2 separate regions of the Mus musculus genome follow, and region 1 is linked to region 2. A link is a contact called in public HiChIP or PLAC-seq data. All regions are on one chromosome and are shown on one strand. Each heading gives the region's core, a stretch centred on a gene start, on an enhancer-like site or on the middle of the called end of the contact. The rest is flanking DNA. Distances are from core to core; before and after follow the strand shown.

What was found. HiChIP or PLAC-seq counts read pairs in DNA pulled down with a chosen protein or histone mark.
Region 1: a contact with region 2 is called in a CTCF HiChIP or PLAC-seq map of CD8 T cells, with 7 read pairs. The contact joins two enhancer-like sites. A contact is called at or near these places in 1 of 15 datasets of contacts at CTCF or cohesin (CD8 T cells), 17 of 484 Hi-C or Micro-C datasets (2-cell embryo, B cells, CD8 T cells and 6 more), 5 of 115 datasets of contacts at active chromatin or transcription factors (the HPC-7 cell line, embryonic stem cells and memory CD8 T cells) and 4 of 9 other capture datasets (adipose tissue, embryonic stem cells, liver and 1 more).

The regions. Positions count from the first base shown.
Region 1 is chr1:13,227,654-13,234,057 of GRCm38.p6, forward strand. All of the region lies in intron 2 of Ncoa2 (nuclear receptor coactivator 2), which reads right to left. Among named protein-coding and RNA genes, the nearest start is that of Prdm14, 100 kb to the left of the region's middle. Within about 2 kb of position 4,003, at least 21 of the 459 cell types and tissues checked have an H3K27ac peak or open chromatin away from gene starts, as enhancers often do. A contact at or near this core is called in CD8 T cells and memory CD8 T cells, where this site is marked.
Region 2 is chr1:13,153,336-13,158,954 of GRCm38.p6, forward strand. It overlaps Ncoa2 (nuclear receptor coactivator 2), which reads right to left. Exons shown (of 23, transcript NM_008678.3): 16 at 3,035-3,200. Among named protein-coding and RNA genes, the nearest start is that of Prdm14, 29 kb to the left of the region's middle. Within about 2 kb of position 1,711, at least 48 of the 459 cell types and tissues checked have an H3K27ac peak or open chromatin away from gene starts, as enhancers often do. A contact at or near this core is called in CD8 T cells and memory CD8 T cells, where this site is marked.

The sequences.
Region 1 (6,404 bases), core at 2,753-5,252, 77 kb after region 2:
AATAAATGAATAAATCTTAAAAACAAAGACTGTGTGCCCTGTAGCCCAATGACAGTTTAAAACCCTTACTGTACCTTCTCCAGATCACTTAGAAAACACTTCAATGTACCACTAAAACATGAGGCAGGGCCGAGGTGACATAGGTGGGTGAGATGGATAAGATCGACTTCAGACTTACAGAAGAATACCTCACAGCAAAATAAAACTACATAGAGATGAGTTTTAATGTATTTTTGTACATTAATTTCCAAAGTTAAAGTATGAAATGGGAAAGAGTAAAGGTATGCTCTACATCTCTGCATGTTTTCAACACTTCCAGGAAATTAAAGCTCTCGAACATGTCACCATCAAACTTAAGACTTCACTGTAAATCACAGAAATTGACTAGGACACAAATAAAACTTGAGGTGGCTGACATAATTAGAGTGACTGGGGGCAAACCAGTTTTTACCAGTTGATGGGAGCTGTGAAGGACAAGCCTGGAGATGTTTCTTTTTGCCATTCTTGTTATCAATAGTCACACAATGGCAGTGCTTTCCCTGGGACAGGAGGCTTGTCCTCCCATCCCTCCATATCAGCTTGAATGTACTTGGTAGAAGAAGGAAGAGATATAGACACACAATTCAGCAAGCTTCAGCTTTTATAAGTAGCAATATCTGGGAGGGATGAACAATACCCATAGTCAAGTCCTCAGCAAGTGACAAAAAGCAATATAAAATGTCAAATTTCAATTCAATTAAAGAAAGCAGTCTTTGTTTGCAGAGCGAATCCATCTAACATAGGAGGCAGCAAAGCTGTTGTTTGCAAAACAGCCTCATGACATTAGAGCTAGTTAATCATCCAGAATTCTTGCAAGTGATAAATGCGCACTTTATCTCTTATCAGCACAGGCCATCTTCCAAACAAGGCCTGTAAACCTGTCAGATTTACTATATGCTAAACAAATTCAGTTAAAGGATAACACCCTTGCTTAACTCCACATGTAACAACTCCACCAAGCACCAGGCCTCTTCCTAGCTCCAAAAAGACATAGTTTGAGAGTTGGGCCCTAGTAAGTTCCTGACTTTGAGATGGACAGAAATGATACATGTCCACACAGAGAGGTAAAACAAGTCCTTTGATCATAGCTTTTCCATGGGGGCCAGCCTTTTTCGTCGTCCTGGCTGTTCTGGAATTCAATCTGTAGAGGTTGGGCTCAATCTCAGAGATCTGCCTGCCCAATGCTGCCTCTCCAATGCTGGGAGGAAAGGTGCGCACCACCACAGCCCAGGTCTTTCCAATCTTTCTCGGCTCACTTAAGATCCACGAAACTGGTGCACAATGGTAGCTGGATCTGCACAATTTTTCAGTGATGGGGATCAAGCCCAGGGCCTTGAGAGCGCTAGACAAGAACTCTTCCAGCCCTTGGTTTTCTGAACAGGGTTATCCTCTGTAGCCCACAGCAGACCTGAACTCCCAATCCGTCTGCCTAAGTGCTGGGGACCACCTTTCAGAACGCCGAGAAATGTTTGCACGTTAACACACATAAAAGACTACCCTCCATCTCTGCTCTTTGAGGGAGAGCCCATTGCTTAGAAACTCACTGCGCTTCCCCAGTTTATCAGGTCATGTGAGAACAGCCATTCTCAATTCTCTCCAGATCTACCTACACTTTCCAGGGAGAAGGAGCTCTGTATTATACAAACTCACAATTCTTGGGCCTTCTCTGATACACGTAAGAAAACACAGTAGCTAATACTTGAACGGACAAAGTGGATCTTCTGCTTGTGAGTACTGGGAAGAGGAGAGAGAGGGGACAAACATTTTGGAAATAACCTGGTTCCCAATTGTGCTCACTGGTCAAAACTATCCCAGGCAAGCGCTACTCTGATAAGATTCCAACTTTTGCCCCAACAGCTAAATAAACATTCACTTAATGTAGTAAATATACAGATTATATAAAAAATACTTATGATTCACACAAACAAAGCAGCACGATATATACCAATCAAAGTGAAGCAGAACGAGACACGTACTTAATGTGGGTGAAAGTACACAGAAAAACCAAATGGAGAGAGGACATCATATATTAGTTTAAAGTATCTGAGGTAGTAAAATGGGGTATTACTTTCCTGCAAGGAGTATTAAATTTTTATTAGAACACAGGAATCCTTTTAACTTCATCTTAAACAACACTATGGCTCCCACAGTTACCTACATGTTCAGACTCACAAACTGCACACCAGTACATGCACTGTCCACACTGACAGTTGTTAGCTTGCAAACGTTTACAAGAGTCACTTCTAAGGAAAGCATGATGAAAGACATCTTATTTGGAAGCAGAGTCTCAGTTTAATCTGACTCCTTTACAGTACCATATTGTATATTTGACTTTATAAAGAAACAGCAGGTCAGGCACACAACAACCTCATTAGAAAATGAGTTCAAGGGGGCTGGCGAGATGGCTCAGCGGTTATGAGCAGTGACTGCTCTTTCAAAAGTCCTGAGTTCAATTCCCAGCAACCACATGGTGGCCCACAACCACCCATAATGAGATCTGACGCCCTCTTCTGGTGCATCTGAAGTCAGCTACAGTGTGCCTATGTATAATAATAAATAAAAATCTTAAAAAAAGAAAAGAAAATGAGTTTGAGGCCAGCCTGGTCTACAGAGTGAGTTCCAGGACAGCCAGGGCTACACAGAGAAACCCTGTCTCAGGGAAAAAAGAAAAAAAGAAAAAAGAAAAAAAAGAAAATGACTTCAATACTACAACAGCAGCAGTTGCCAGGACTAAAGAAAACAACACACCCTACAACTACTCTCCAAGGAGATGGCGTCGGCAACTACCTTCTGCGTTCCAGATCCTCTTCTACGCAAGAGTAAGAAGACTGTATAAACAAATGTTTAAGCTAAAAATTCTTCCTCCCCAAAATGCTTTGCTCTTAGATTTACTTTTGTATAATGGCCTTAAAGTGGTCTATTAGACAGTTACTAAAAGACATATTGTATTTTCTGTCTGAAAGCCAATAATACTCATGAATTTTTTAGTGAAAGACACTTCAAGATGCCATTGGGAAGACAGTAATAAACACATTAAACAGAAGCGGGTGGTGGCTCTTTAATGTGCACTGCTATAATCAAATGAATGTCTTGACTCATAGTCACTGGTGACACAAATATTACATTGTGACATTTTCATGTCTACATCTTCCTTAAAGTGGGAGAAAGAAATTCCCCCCAAGCCCCAAATGCCTCACTGGCAAAATTCATTGCAGAATATGTAAGTGGTGTGGGGGTGGGGTAGGGTTGGGGTATATCAGTGTGACATCACTGGCTAGAGCCAGTTTCTGTTTTCTGCGTCCTCTCAGGCTAAATTCCTCAGTGCAGGCACTCACGGGGCTCTTTGAATCTAGACAGAAATAGCAAGACAATTTTTAATAAGGCATCAGATGAGAAAACACAGAAAGAGCACCACTCCTTGCACCCCATAAGCCATTTTCTCCGCACTGCAAGTGAGGTGCCTGCTTCCAGCTAACATTTTAAAATCCAATTTGCTTAAGTATAAATGTAAAGAAATCAGCAAACCAAGAGCAGAGGAAGAAGATTTATGTTAGACTTTCATAACTTGTCAAAGGTAAATTCAATGATCTTTCTTTACTGTTACTTATAATTTCTTTCTGAGACTTAACAGCCTTCCCAGTTGATGTGAGAAAATGACTAAGATGTCAAAGGCCTTCAGCCTGAGGCAATCAGCTTTGTTCCTGACCTCCATGGCGCTCTCTCTCACCCTACAGCATCTTCTTTCCTTGGGGCTTTTTGGTTAGCACTCACTCAGGAGGAGGAGGTTGCACACAGACACTTTGCACACCTCACTCTGCCTGATGTCTTGAGATGGACACATATACACCCTGTTGGTTATCTAACTTCTCTAACCTGCTTGCAAAGCAACTTCAGTCTCACAGATACCAAAGGACAGGCTGGACTCAAACTCAGGTGTGACTCAGTAACTGACACTGGCTGAGTGCCTCATACAGTGATATACGTGCCCTTCACCCGTCCTGTGTGAGCTCACCACCACTGCACACAGGAAGAGAACAAGGCACCAAGAGAACAGTTCTGAAACATGAACAAGGCACATAAGACATTTTAGAACTCAAAAGTTAATCCTGCCAGGAATGGCAATGGCACTCACCTTCAAACCCAGCACTCAAATGCAGAGGTAGGAGGGACCCAATTGTCCCTCAATTTTAATTTTAACTGTAATGTGGGCACTAAAGTGATCTGTTCAGGACATAATGATCACTGAAAAGACCAATTTATAAACTTGAATGTGTTATAGAAATTATTTTCTTAATCTAACTTATTAAAGGCTTACTTCATCATTTGATAGAATCTTTCTTTTTTTCATTGTGTAATAAACACACATCCTTCAGAACTATCCAGTGGGTCAATACATAAGACTCCATTACTGTTGTAGACCGCAGAGTTTAAAGAAAGGAAGTTGCTAGGCACTTTCTCAGGCACACCAAGATGTCTCAGTTTCACTCTAAACAGAAAACTTTCCTTGTAAAATCAGAAATAGTAATTGGCTGATTAAGAACACTAAAGTTGTGAAAGATAATTATAGAAAATGATGCCTGTAACTTTAAGCATTTCATCATAAGTACATAAGCATGAATATCCATCTTTACTGCTCTCTCAGCACTTCCTGGTGTAAACCAGACCTGCAGTGAAGGGGCTATGATTTCCCATTTTTATTTATTTAAAAAGACTTAAGGTTTTTTCTTTTTGGGGGACAGGGGTGTACTGCCTCCTGAATACTGAATACTGACTGGCCTTCACCTCAGGTCCCTGCACTTCAGGCTCCATAGCACTGACTGCAGGCATGCATCTTTACACAGCCCTACTAAGCCCTTAAGAGTGCTTCTTCACTGTTTACCTAAAAGAACATCACTCCCCCAGCTACTATAGATGTCTTACATGTCCCCGTTTAACAGGAAATTGTCCACATGACGTATCTTATTATTTCTAACAAATACATGTTTTCAAATTCAAATTTCAAGATCAATATGCAATTATAGTAACAAGTACAACTGGAATAAACTGGTTGGAAAACAAGAATCTGGCTTTACAAGAATCTGGCTTTTTGGTTGGTCTAAGACACCATCACTGGGTTCAGAAGAGTGAGGTGTCCTGAAGTAGCCACCAACTCAGAGGTGGCTGGGATTCACAGCAGGGACTACAGATGGAGGTAGGGGTACCTGCTCTGTTAGTACAACATAGGTCAATACATTAGAGTTTACACAGGGGTGCTCTATAACATCACTGAAATGACTGTATTCTAGGTATGAGAGAAAGGATAAGAGATCAAGGTGAGGAGGGAGGAGGGAGCAGAAAGCAGAGATGGGGTGTGAGTAGATGGGGGGGATTCAGCCTGTCCTAATGGAGAACATGCCACAGGCACCCGTTCTAGCACACCAGTAAACTGTTAAATCTTGCACAATGCTGTGGGTTAGAGCACACACACACACACACACACACACACACACACACACACACACAAAACTGCATATGCTCACCACTAACCTTGAAAACTTTCATGCTAAGCAATTAAAATGCATATGCACACGTCTAATTTTACATTTGTTCCTTTTTCTTAATATTAAGAAAATTAGTAAAATTAAGAATATTAAGCCACAGGCTGGAGAGATTGCACAGAAGTTAAGAGCACTGACTGCTCTTCCAGAGGTCATGAGATCAGTTCCCAGCAACCACATGGTGGCTCACAACCATCTGTAATGAGATCTGATACCCTCCCTTCTGGTGTGCCTGAAGACAGCTACAGTGTACTCATTAAATAAATAAATCTTAAAAAAAAAAGAATATTAGGCCACTAAGTTTTATCTGTATGAGCATTTTAAAAATGTTTAAATTTGTTTTCTTTGGTTTTGAGACAGAATTTCTCTGTGTAGCCCTGGCTGTTGTGGAACTCACTCTGTAGACCAGGCTGGCCTCAAACACAGAGATCTGCCTGGCTCTGCTTCTTGAATGCTTCAATTAAAGGCATGTGCCACCACGGCACCACCATGCAAATAAAGAATAACTTTTAATGGCTCTATAATTTCTCATACGAGTAAACCATAAATATTTAACCAGTTCCTATTTTCCAGTTTCTTTGTTTCGAGTTAACAGCATAGTGAATTCCTTCTATGTAACTCAATCCACTTCTGCCTGTCTCCTTTAAACCTGTGAGGACTAGAGCACACAGACTGTGCATGCTATACATATATGTGTGGCCCTGCCAGACTGTCTTCCAAGCCAGCTGCATCCCCTGACAGCAAGCACTCTTGCAGGACCTCCTGCCTCACAGCCAACACTGAGAGCAACACTGAGCTCTAGAAAGGCTTTGCTCATTTGAAAATTAA
Region 2 (5,619 bases), core at 461-2,960:
TAGTGAGCAGGCAGCTGCAAATGTTTCCTCTTTTGACAGAGACACAGCCCCATGTCAGTTATTTTAACCTATGGTCACCTTAGTCACCATAAGCAATGCTGGGGAAGCAGCCTACAGTCTCCACTCTAGACACCCACAGACTTGGGGACATGAGGCCCACTCGAGGGAGACTTTCTAGCAAAGACCGGGCGGGTAGGCTGTGGTGCGTACTGTGATGTGGGACTTAAGCTCACCAGTGGGGTGATAAACTTACTGCCTATTATGTTTTGGTGAAAAGAGTTTGATATACGGTCTTACATAGCCCAAGTTGGTTTCTGACTTGCTATGCAGCCCAGGATGGGTTTCAACCATGAGTCTCTGGCCTCCACCTCCCAAGTGCTGGGATTCGAGGTCAGTGTCACAATGCCTGCCTTACACTGTGTACTGTTTACTACGCTGTTCTCTATGGTTAGTGGAACTTCTTACATGCGTACACTTTGCTATAATTCACTACTACATGCTAGACATATTCAATGTGTTTGTCATTTGATTTTTCAACAGCTTTTCTCCTACCAAAGACCTACAGAGGGAAAGGAATGGAAGGTGGTGTAAGGGCATGTAGCAGGTCCTCCCTGTGCCCTGACCAGCATCTGACAGAGTATCTGCAAGACTAGTTTGTATATATTTGGTTAATTTAATTGTCTGAAAGATGCATTTTTTTAAACCCCAAGACATGGTCTCATTATGTAGTCCCGCTGTCCTGGAACCCACTATGTAGACTGAGTTAGCTTCAAACTCACAAAGATCTGCCTGTCTCAATGAGTACTGGATTGAAGGCATGTGATACCATGCCCAGCTGATATGTGTTTTACAGAGAGAGCTGCATAAATTCCAGTTGCATCTTGCATTAGCTATTTAGTTTTTAAAAAAGTGTGTGCACATGTGAGTGATACACACATACACAGAGAGAGAGAGAGAGAGAGAAAGAAAGGAAGGAGAGAGGGAGCCAGCCCAAGCAAGCGCACACGAGTGTGTGAAGCCTGGAGGGTTTCTGGGGATGCGGCCCTTTCACTCAGTTTCTGAGACAAGGGGTCTTGTCATTTCTGCTACTGAGCTGAACATGGAAACTTCTGGCTGACTGTCCTGTTTCCATGCATAGGGAATCTAGCGCTCTCTCAGGGCGATGCTCTAGTGTCAATATGAAGATCTAATATACCCTTGTCCTTCTAGAAGCCACGACTAGACATCTGAAGGTCTTTAGAGGGCAAGCCGCAGCAGAAGTCACATCTCAAGCCGCCATCAGGTTACTGCTCTGGCAGCCTTAGTCCTTCCTTCCAGACGCCCTAGGATGATAACGCTGCCTGTGGTCTGTGGTCAGCAGGACAGCGTCAGTATACTGCCCTCTCCTCTTGATAATTAAAAAAAAAAGTGTGTATGGAGTACCACCAGCAGGGAGACCACTCCTTGTTGAAATATTTCAGAACTTTACATCTGCCCATATTTAATAGAAAATCTACTTAGGTTATTTCCATATTGATCTATTTAGTTTTTGCTCTGTTTGAGACAGGTCTCACTTCTGTTTAGAACTCACTGATTACGCTAGACTGGCTGGTGCTGTGGGAATCCTCCTGTTTCCACCGTCACAAACTCACCATTGCTGGGGTAACGTGTGTACCACTGAGCCTGGTGGTTTTCCTGGGCTCTGGGGATGTTTGTGAGACAAGAACTTTATTTCTATACTGTGTATGCAACTCTGGCTAATCTACAGTATACATGCACACCACATTTCCACCGCTGCCCCTAAGAATGCCGTCTGTAGTTCAGCTTAAACGACACGGTGACTGACCTGAGGAGAGCATTCAAAATGATGTAATACTGGTTTTAATTTTTAAAAAGTATTTCAATATTTTAGATGCCAAGACAGGTCAACTGCCATAAATTTGAGCCTAGGTTGGGCTGGGATCTCTTAAATTTCTTAAAAATCTAATCTCTTAAAACATAACCCCCGCTTCCAAAGTCCCTCAAAGTATTCCAGTCACTGAGGAACTCCAAGGACATTTAAGAATGTCACCTGCATAAACTCAAGGATAATCGCAGAAAAGCTGAACTCTAGCTGAAGCTAAAGGCGAAGCCGACCAGTCATGCAGGAAATAGGTACCCCATTTCCTTTCTGGTTTTAAGTCAGGGTGTACTGTGCAACCTCCAGTCATTTCTTTCCATTCTGCTGTTTTCAATATGAATCAACAAGTCTGAACTCCCACCTGTGTCTGCTAAACTCTGGGAATTATGACTGTTTTTAAGGTTCCAGAGTCTTCGATGACTATCACTATCCTCACAGTGACATGCTGCAGGGCCAGGCAGCCTGGCCTTGGAAGATGCTTGTGACAGGGAGACTGGCACTGGACAGGAAGGAGGACCAGGAGGAGGTTGTTTCAGATGCTGAGGGGCCATGGGGTTATTATCACAGCCTCAGGGCTTTCTCAAATCAAAGAAAGACAAAGTCTGTTACTTCTTCAAATAAACTAACGAGGGAGCAGAGAGAGAACTAGGCTCACTAGGGTGGTTGGCATCCTAAAATTGTTACGGGCGACACCCACATAAGGGTTGTAGTGTTTGGTGAGCTGCAGTCACACTTAAGATGCTTCTGCTACCTGTGTGTGAAACAGTCCTTTCTAAGTAGCGGCTGCCTGTCTCAGTGAATAGGCATGGCCGGACTGAGGCCTGCTCACATGGTCTCCCATCCCAGCATCGAGGACCAAGGCCCCCAGGAAGCAGTGACCCTGTGGCTTCTCTAACTTGTTTTCCTAATCTGCCCTTTCAGCAAGCGTGGACAAGAGGCTCTCGGCTTGCTTCTGCCTTTCTGCTTAACTTGTCTTGTGCAATGGTCCTTCCCAGGTGTTTGCTTCTTGGGCAACAGTTTATGTGAGAGTATGAGAGTAAAGAGGAGGAGTAGGGAGGCCTGCTGGTGGGGAGGGAAAAAGCATCCCAGAGAAGCCTGCAGGAACAGAGACCTTTGGCCTACGCAGTGCTTGGCCGCTCTGATGCTCTGGCCTACCTGGCTGACCAGTTCTGGTATCCCCAGAGCTCTATCAATCTCCTCAAGGCCATCGAAGTTCCGCAAGGCCAGATACAGCTGGTCAAGAAGAGCGCCCTCATCGCTTGGCGACTCTGCTGCAGGATGTGGACACAGCAGGTCATCAGGGGAGCTGCCGAAGGGCTGCCTGTAAAGAGACAAACTTCACCATGGGCTGGTAGAAATACCAGTTGACTTCACCAAACTCTTCCTCCAGCCAAGCACTGGACAGAATGAAGACTTCTGAAAATATGCATCTGAAAAATCTATTTTATTTAGTGTTAATAAAGGCCAGTTAACCAGTTATGTTTCTCCATCTTCCCATAAAGTACAGGGTTAGCTTAGCCAGGTACTCACATCTGTGCAAAGTCGGAAAGGCACCGCCGTAAAAGCTACTTTGATGTGTGTGTGTTCGGGGCTCACCTACCTAAGTTCACAGACCTGCACTGGTCTGTGTGTGTGTATCTGCTGTGCAGTGACAGGTGAATGCAGAACGCAGTGACTCATACACAGTCCTTTTCAATGCGACTACGATGAGCAAAGGAGAGAGCAGCACACTCACACACTTGAATACAATCTGGGCTTGTGAACTTGGCTGGTCTATGAAACTGTGTGTTTATGCAGAACCAGAATTTGCAAGCATTTACCAAAACTCCGAAGAAGTTTACCTGTTAGCCCTCAGGAATTAGAAGGGAATCTCAAACCTTCTAATGTAATTGCTATAAGGCAATATGTGATCTTGACACTAAGCTGCCATTTCTATGGTATCTAACATTATAATTAAGTTACCAGATTAGAGGATCTTCTAGTCACTGCAACCCTGAGAGGGGACATAATGCCAGCACTTCACCAAAGTCAGCTTTGTGCTGTAGACCTACTATGGAATCCTGTGGAGAACACACAGTTTTACAGAGAAGCTAGCTTACGTTTTATTGTGTGTGGTACTGGGAATTGAACCCAGGGCATCCTATGTGCCAGGTGAGGCATGCTCACACCCCAGAAAGCTCATTCTTAAACAAGTGGCAATCAATGTATCAAGGGACAGAGTTGTCTGGCCCTGACCCAGTTCAGTCTACTGTGTTTTCTTAGGCAGTCTAATGTGTTACTCTGACTTAGAACTGAACATGGTGTCCTGCTGAGCACCTAAACCAACAATTAATTTCAAACAGTGACAGTAGAAGGAATCATCTTTTCTGAGAATAAATTCTTAACCCTGCAGCAACCCAGTACTTACAACAGAAAACAGATGCCCAAGTTAGACACGTACACTGAATAATAAAATACTGTTTTGTGTTGTGTTGTTTGTGCTTTTTCTGAGACAGGGTCTCACTATGCAGCCCAGTTGCATGTTTCAGAAGCTCCTCCAGCAGAGTCTTGGAGGAAGTCCCTGGGCACTACAGCCTAGTGCACAGGACTCACTATGTAGCTTTGAAGTTAGAGATCCATCTGACTCTGCTTCCCAACATGCACGCACGCACGCACGCACGCACGCTCGCACGCACGCACACACACACACAGGACGACAATGTGTGGATGAAATAGAGAGAAGGTCTGACATACTGTCATATTTCAACAAAGAACTGAAAACACATAATGCAGTGTGTAAACAGTGGCAGGAGTCTTCTAGACACACCCATTCACAATGATTTACTACAGCCCAGTGTGCAGCACACACCTGTGATCCCAGCTCTCGGAGGCCCATGCAGAAGGACTGCAAGTTTGGTTTTGGTTTTCTTTTTTCTTTTTCATTTTTTATTAGGTATTTAGCTCATTTACATTTCCAATGCTATACCAAAAAGTCCCCCATACCCACCCACCCCCACTCCCCTCCCCACCTACTCCCCCTTTTTGGCCCTGGCATTCCCCTGTACTGGGGCATATAAAGTTTGCCTTTATATGGGCCTCTCTTTCCAGTGATGGCCGACTAGGCCATCTTTTGATACATATGCAGCTAGAGTCAAGAGCTCCGGGGTACTGGTTAGTTCATAATGTTGTTCCACCTATAGGGCTGCAGTTCCCTTTAGCTCCTTGGGTACTTTCTCTAGCTCCTCCATTGGGGACCTTGTGATCCATTCATTAGCTGACTGTGAGCATCCACTTCTGTGTTTGCTAGGCCCCGGCGGTTTTGGTTTTCAGTTTTGGTTTTTTTTTTTGAAACAGGGTTTCTCTGTGTAGCCCCGGCTGTCCTAAGTGTTGGGAGATCTCTCTCCTCTCATTCTCATTCTCTCTCTCTCTCTCTTTCTCTCCCTCTCCTCTTCTCTCCTCTCTCTCTCCTCTCTCCTCCCCCCCTCTCTCTTTCTCCCATCCCCTCTGTGCCTACTGCTTACTCTAGAGCAGCTGGCCCCTGGGCCCTGTAGATCCTCTTGCCTCTGCCTCTGCAGTGCTTAGGTTACAATGTGGGCCACCATCACTGGCTTTTCAATATGTTCTGGACCTGAACTCAGGTTTTCATGTTAGTGAAGCAAGCACTTGATCAACTGTGTTATCTTCCTAGCTCCAACTGCAATACATTATTTCTTCCTTCAAGCCTTCCATATACCTCTCCCAGCTCAGCTCAAATTCAGAGC